Linked DNA regions of Mus musculus: region 2 is linked to region 1. A link is a contact called in public Hi-C data. All regions are on one chromosome and are shown on one strand. Each heading gives the region's core, a stretch centred on a gene start, on an enhancer-like site or on the middle of the called end of the contact. The rest is flanking DNA. Distances are from core to core; before and after follow the strand shown.

Evidence for each region. Hi-C and Micro-C count contacts between places; a contact is called where the count stands out from the background.
Region 2: a contact with region 1 is called in a Hi-C map of CD8 central memory T cells, with 3 times the contacts expected there. The contact joins the promoter of Wdr37 here to the enhancer-like site in region 1. A contact is called at or near these places in 2 of 39 promoter capture datasets (hippocampal neurons and macrophages), 7 of 484 Hi-C or Micro-C datasets (CD4 T cells, CD8 T cells, CD8 central memory T cells and 4 more), 11 of 115 datasets of contacts at active chromatin or transcription factors (the 230-238 cell line, CD8 T cells, the SCID.adh cell line and 4 more) and 3 of 9 other capture datasets (adipose tissue, liver and pancreatic islet).

Annotation. Positions count from the first base shown.
Region 1 is chr13:8,830,282-8,833,333 of GRCm38.p6, reverse strand. All of the region lies in intron 11 of Wdr37 (WD repeat domain 37), which reads left to right. Among named protein-coding and RNA genes, the nearest start is that of Wdr37, 39 kb to the left of the region's middle. Within about 2 kb of position 1,798, at least 33 of the 459 cell types and tissues checked have an H3K27ac peak or open chromatin away from gene starts, as enhancers often do. A contact at or near this core is called in CD8 T cells, CD8 central memory T cells, effector CD8 T cells and 2 more, where this site is marked.
Region 2 is chr13:8,869,533-8,872,512 of GRCm38.p6, reverse strand. It overlaps Wdr37 (WD repeat domain 37), which reads left to right and starts at 1,469. Exons shown (of 14, transcript NM_172445.3): 1 at 1,469-1,643.

The sequences.
Region 1 (3,052 bases), core at 549-3,048:
TATCTATCTATCTATCTATCTATCTATCTATCTATCTATCTATCTATCTATCTATCTATCTATCTATCCGTCCATCCATCCATCCATCCATCCATCCATCCATCCATCCATCCATAACCTTTTATCAATTCTCTGTGAGTTTCCCATCATGCACCCCAATCCCACTTGTCTCTCCATCCCTTGATATTTGCCCTCCACCCTTGCAACCCCCTAAAAAAAGAAAAGAAACCAAACCAAAACATAAAAATGAAATCTTGTCATGGAAGCTATAGTGTGACCCACAGTGTACTCTTTTGTCCACACACCTGTACTTGCAAACGTTAAGTACAATGAGTCATTGGTCTGTTTTGAGGCCTCTGGCTTCTGCTACACTCTCAATACCAGATCCTCACTAGGACTGCTCTCAAATATCCTGTTGTTTCCCTGTGTCATGGAGATCTTGCAGCTTTGAATCTGTAGGACTGACTTCTTCACACATTCAGTTGTTTGTAGATGAGATGGGTGTTGGGGCAAGTCAACTCAAAGCTCTGGATCTGGGCCGGGGTGGTGGCTAAGTTGGTCTCCTTCACCCATACCACCAGGTTAAACTTTCCAGCCCTGCCTTGGGCTAGCTCACCCAATGCCACAGTTGGCAAGAGCCCCCTACCCCAGGCACACACCTTGAGACAGGATCTCTTTACATAGCTCTGGTTGTCCTGGAACTCACTTTGTAGATTAGTCTGAACTCAAGTGCAAAGATCTCTCTCTTACTGAGTGTGTCTGAGTTTTAAAATAGGGAATGAGAGTAGGCTTAGAATAAATGTATCGAATTCACATGAGCCTTCTCTCCCACCCAGCTTTTCTGACATGTAGGATAGTAGTTAGATTGCCTTTAACCACAGGATAAGTGAAAGTTTTCATGAGAGGAAAATACAGGAATCAGGCTACTCTAACCTAGATTATTTAGTTTTTTCTCTTTTCTTTCTTGATTAGTCATGCGTTAGCATACCACATTGATGTGTATATCTAAAAAGCATCAAAATGGTTTTTCTTTGGTACTAATTTCCTTGCTTTATCAGAAAGGATAAATTTACAATTTTTAAGGCCTTTCTGGATTGACAGGAGTTGGCTGGATTCTTTTGCTTCTAAATTTTGTGTACTTGGCTCAGTGGTCAAGAGCCTTGGCCGCTCTATGAGCACACAGGTCTGATTTTTAGTACCTATATATTAGCTCACAACAGTCTATACTCTAGATCTAGGGGATCCAAAGCCCTCTTCTGGCCTCCTCAGTACAAGGCACACAAGTGATGGACAGACATGCACACAGGAAAAACACCCATACACATAAAATTAAAAGAAAAAGATGTTTAAAAAAAAAAAAAAAGAGTAGCTGAGTTTAAAAAGTACCCTCTGGCCTTTCTCATGTAGGTTTAGGACTTGGTCAGCAGATGGGGCTGTAGATATCTTTATTGAACACAAAATATTTCTAGTAATGATTAGTAAGCTTTTAGAAATGTTTCACATTTAGAAAAACAGGAAATGAGACAGTTCACGTGGTTTTACCTGAGGAGTCGTCATAGTGACTGTTGACTTTCATCTTTGTCATGGATTCCGGAAGCTTGAGCCTATACAACCAAATGGCAGGTAGTAAATGCATGTAGATGTGCATCTCTGATCCATAAAGGGCATGCTTTTATTAAAAGCAAACTCGATTTAACTCTTCATTAAGAACAGAAGAACGGCCAGGGTCTGCCGTGTGGGTCCTCTTTCATCATTTAGTCTGCTGTTCTGAACATGATCTAAGAAACTGAGCCCTGGCCTTCCTGCTTCATCACTCTGGTGTGTTCACAGAGCTCTGCAGGCTTTGCAGGCCCTTCTGCAGTGGGCTGTAACATTCCCCAAGGCTCTGTTTTGGAAGATCCTCTGAGTACATGGTAAGGGGCTTTTCACAGTGCAGTCTTCTAGTCTAACAAAGATGATTTTCTGGAGTCTTTTCATTAAGTTCAAAAGTCAGATTCTTATCTCTTATGTTTGCTGTTCTTACTGGTGTAGCTCTAAAAAGTTGGCTGTAAGAAGGTTGTTTAGTGAGTCTTTGTTTAGAGAGACAGTATTTCTACAGAAGCCTTTCTTGCATATTTCATATTAACATGATATGCAACTCTTTTGAAAATTGTATTTAAGGTATGTTCTTTTGGGAATTCAGCATAAATTCTTTTAGTTAAAGAACCAGTGCCTTTAATGTGAACAGTTAACAATTGTCCAGTTAATCTGAATTTCTGTATATTGGATTTTCTTAAGGCAAGGTATAGTTATATAAGCATCAAGATTGTCAGCTCAATTTTGAGATCCAATTTCTCAAGGAATTGAGAGAGGTTTTTTTTTTCTTTTCATTTTCTCTTTCTGTTATCTCTCTATGGCTTGGCTGCCTTTTTGAAAAACTAGGGGTTTGAGATATAATGCTTCACTGTAAGATAAAAACTGTAGCCAAATGGTCCCTTGAGATTTGCTCTGTCATTATGCTTGCTGGGTACAGACAGAGCTCCTTGATGTCAGCTGTGTTCAAGGCTTTTACTTTTATAACATGTTTTTGATGTGTTGCATTGAATTTCATCCTGTATCTCTTCATTATAATAGGAAATCTACCATTGTAGTATTTATTGAATGTAAAGATGTATTTGCTATTGGATCAGTCTTTAGTAGCTCTGTGTATCCCGGTTTATCTAAAGAGTCATTTTAGTTACTCTGTATAGCATTGTTTTACTAGTCACAGCAATGCAAAGCTGATCCTTGCTTTGGGAAAATAGATGATTGCTTTGGAAAATTTGGACTTTCAGCTAGTGGCTGAAATAATTGTTTTCCCTGAATTTCTATCTGAAAATCAAGAGCTGGCATGAAAATTCAGTGCTTTTCTTCTAAATTTGCCCATTTGTATAATAATTTAGTTTTTACCCAGTAGTATAATTTAGTAGCCCAAGTATGTACTTCCCAAGCCAGTGTTTCCCCTCTTCATCCTGCACCCCCTTCTTAAGCTGGTCTCCCCAGATCAAGAAGATCTTGAACTATATGTAGTGTG
Region 2 (2,980 bases), core at 220-2,719, 40 kb before region 1:
ACAGTACTTTCTGCTGGCTATCATTAACAGCAGAATGTCTTATGCATTCTTTGTTACTAGTTAAAATTTTCTTAAATAAATATCACAGCCTCCAAATTTGACAGTGATTTCTCTGAGAAGCCAAATCTTTTTTTTCTCAGTTCATATTTATAGACTGTTACTAGTGATAAGCTTTGTATACTATATTTTTTTTAAAAAAAGATTTATTTATTTATTTTATGTATACAAGTACACTCTAGCTGTACAGATGGTTGTGAACCACCATGTGGTTGCTGGGGTTTGAACTCAGTTTAAGAGCAGTCAGAGCTCTTAACCATTGAGCTATCTCTCCAGCCCCCTGAATATTATACTTGATACACAAGTAACCCACAATTTCTTGTACAGAATGTTTTGGTTATTCGAGTCTCCAAATACGATAAATTTATTTCTTCTCCAGCAAACATCTTGCATTACTGCTTCTTGAATCTGAACCTTCAGTTTTATCTTATAGGAAGAATGTTGACCCATATAGAAGGAAAATACTATCATGCTTTTACTGTAGGTGAGTTTTAAACATCTAGTTCAAGTTGCTCGCAGAGACAAGGCTGTTTATGTAACAGCTCCATTCTGCTATGTAGGTCTTCCCAACCCTGATTAACGGGGAAAAGCGGCTCAAGTCCCACCTTTTGCAGTGAACAGCTGATTCTATTTTCCCCTCTTAGCCAATGGTGATCAGATATTTCAGAAGGAAACTGGGTGAGTCATCTTCTGCAGATAAGCTGAAATATTAATAGTTCTATCTCTACCAGGCTCTCCTGCAGCCAGCTAGCAAGACTCCCACTGAGCCCTGCCTGAGGAGCCATTCCTAGCAGATCAGCCTGTAAAGCAGTTGGATTTGAGAGATTCTGAAAGCGATTACGTTAAATAGTACACTCGACTTTGCATTTTAATAGATTATTTTTCTTACCAGTTTTTGGGCTGTGCGAGTGTTTAGGACAGATGGACTTAAAACCTGCCTGACCGTGGACCCCTCACCGGAATCCCTGCAGTGGTAAGTACCCACGGTCCGGGAGGCTGTGTGTGCTTCTCCCTGTTACCGACGCTACAGGGTCTCGGGGAGCAATTCGTGCAAGGATCGCGTGTACCGTTAGTGTGTGGTGCAGAATTTGGGGTCTAGCAGTGCCTGTAAGCACCTTGGGAAAGCTCCTAACAGGGAAAGCGCTGAGCCTACTTGCGCCACCAGGGGACGCCATACTCGTTCTGCAGTCACTCGCTGGGTCTTGGCTCAGCGCGCTGCTAGGCCATAGTTTAGGTCTCCAGGACCCGGCGTCAAAGCCGAAAGCCAAAACAGGAGACTATCCCGCGGAACAAGCCTGTGGGACTGAGCGAAGGAGACCAGGAAAGAACTTCCGCAGCCGTTGGGCATGGGGCGGAGCTTCCGGTCTGTTTTTTTTTTTTTAAGGACCATCTCTGAGGGCGGGACTTCCGCAGTTACCGGAAGTACGGGCGCGCCAGTTCGGGTCGCCGGGTTGTGTCAGTGCGGGAATCGGCCGGTTTTTTTTCCTGCTCTGGGTCTGCCTCGGGAGCCTCGTCGCGGGGGGATCTACGAATTGAGTGCGACGTAGGCTGGTTCCAGGCGGACGCGAGTGCTGCTGCTGTGACAGGTGACGCCATCTTCTCAGCTGTCTGGCTTGGCATCCTTCTCGGGCGCTCGGGGGATGTCAGGTGTCCGGGTGGCGGTGGGGACGAGGCTTCGAGGTGGATGAAGGATACAGTCCTAATCCTGCGCACTCTCTCTGGCTCCCTGTGTACTCAAGTGGCGTCTACCTGGCTGTCTGTGTCCCGTGGGAAGCCCAGAGTTTTCGAAGATGGTGGCCTTCGATCCCGCAAAGACGGGGTATGGCCTCTGGGAAGGAGGAAGGGTGGGGGGCGGAGATGGGGTAAGCAGATGCTGAAGTGGTAAAACCCCGCCACGCCTTTGTTTCTCTTTCTGAAGACTTCCTTTTCTTCCCCGTACACTTCTATTTCCTAAGTTTTAAGGCATCATAATGGGCCAGTTTTACCAAAAAGTTGCATAAATATGCCATTTCACTTCGCGAGCAGACATAACCGAACGATTGATCAGGTTCTTAGAGGTTTTATCATCTAACTTGAACTCTTCGATGTTTCTTGTGCTTGAAGACGAGGACCGTTAGCTCTACACCACTCACTCTCTTGCCCGGATGTAGATTGCTAGGCAGTTTCTTTGAAGTTCAGATGGGTTTTCTTTACATTGCTTATTGTGGCCTACAAAGTATGCCATCAAAGCGGTACTGAAACCTTTTTACCTCTAAGCAGTACACCTGGTGATAATAAGCCTCCAGGATACTTCTCCCTTTTCTAAGAAATCTTCTATTATGCTACCTTCCTTGCTGTTTTGGTTACTTTGCCGATCACATTTTCAAGTGTTTGTAAATTCTCTTTGACACCTAAGCCACATACTTGAGCATAGTATATATAAATATAACCTGACCAAAGTAAGTAGAGGCCTTCTATTAGTGTTGCCCATAGGAGACGCAGAGCAGTGGCCAGTGGCCACATGAAATAACAGTGTGACCTTGATGTTTATGACAGCTACGTTTTTGCAGTGTATATCAAGCCTTCTTGCATAAATTTCTGGACACAGGACCTAAGTATGCTTCCTTTGGTTTTCTTACTCTGAGATGTTACTTCCTTTAGTATAGGTACGTTGGTCTGTTATCTTACTTTGCCCTTGATTTGAGGTAAAATCCTTGGGGTTGGGTATTTCCCCCAGCAGTGATACTAAGAGTTTTGTTAGTTGTCCTGTCCTGATTTATTCAAAGAAAGATATGCTTTCTAGATTTGAATTTCTTTTTTGGTTATTGAGAAAAAAATTCTTGGTGGTAGCTTATTTAATTACTGATGCCTGTCAGCTCAGTGCCATCCTTAGACTCGATAAGTGTGCATCATTTGCCTTCATCTCATCAGTGACAGAACATTT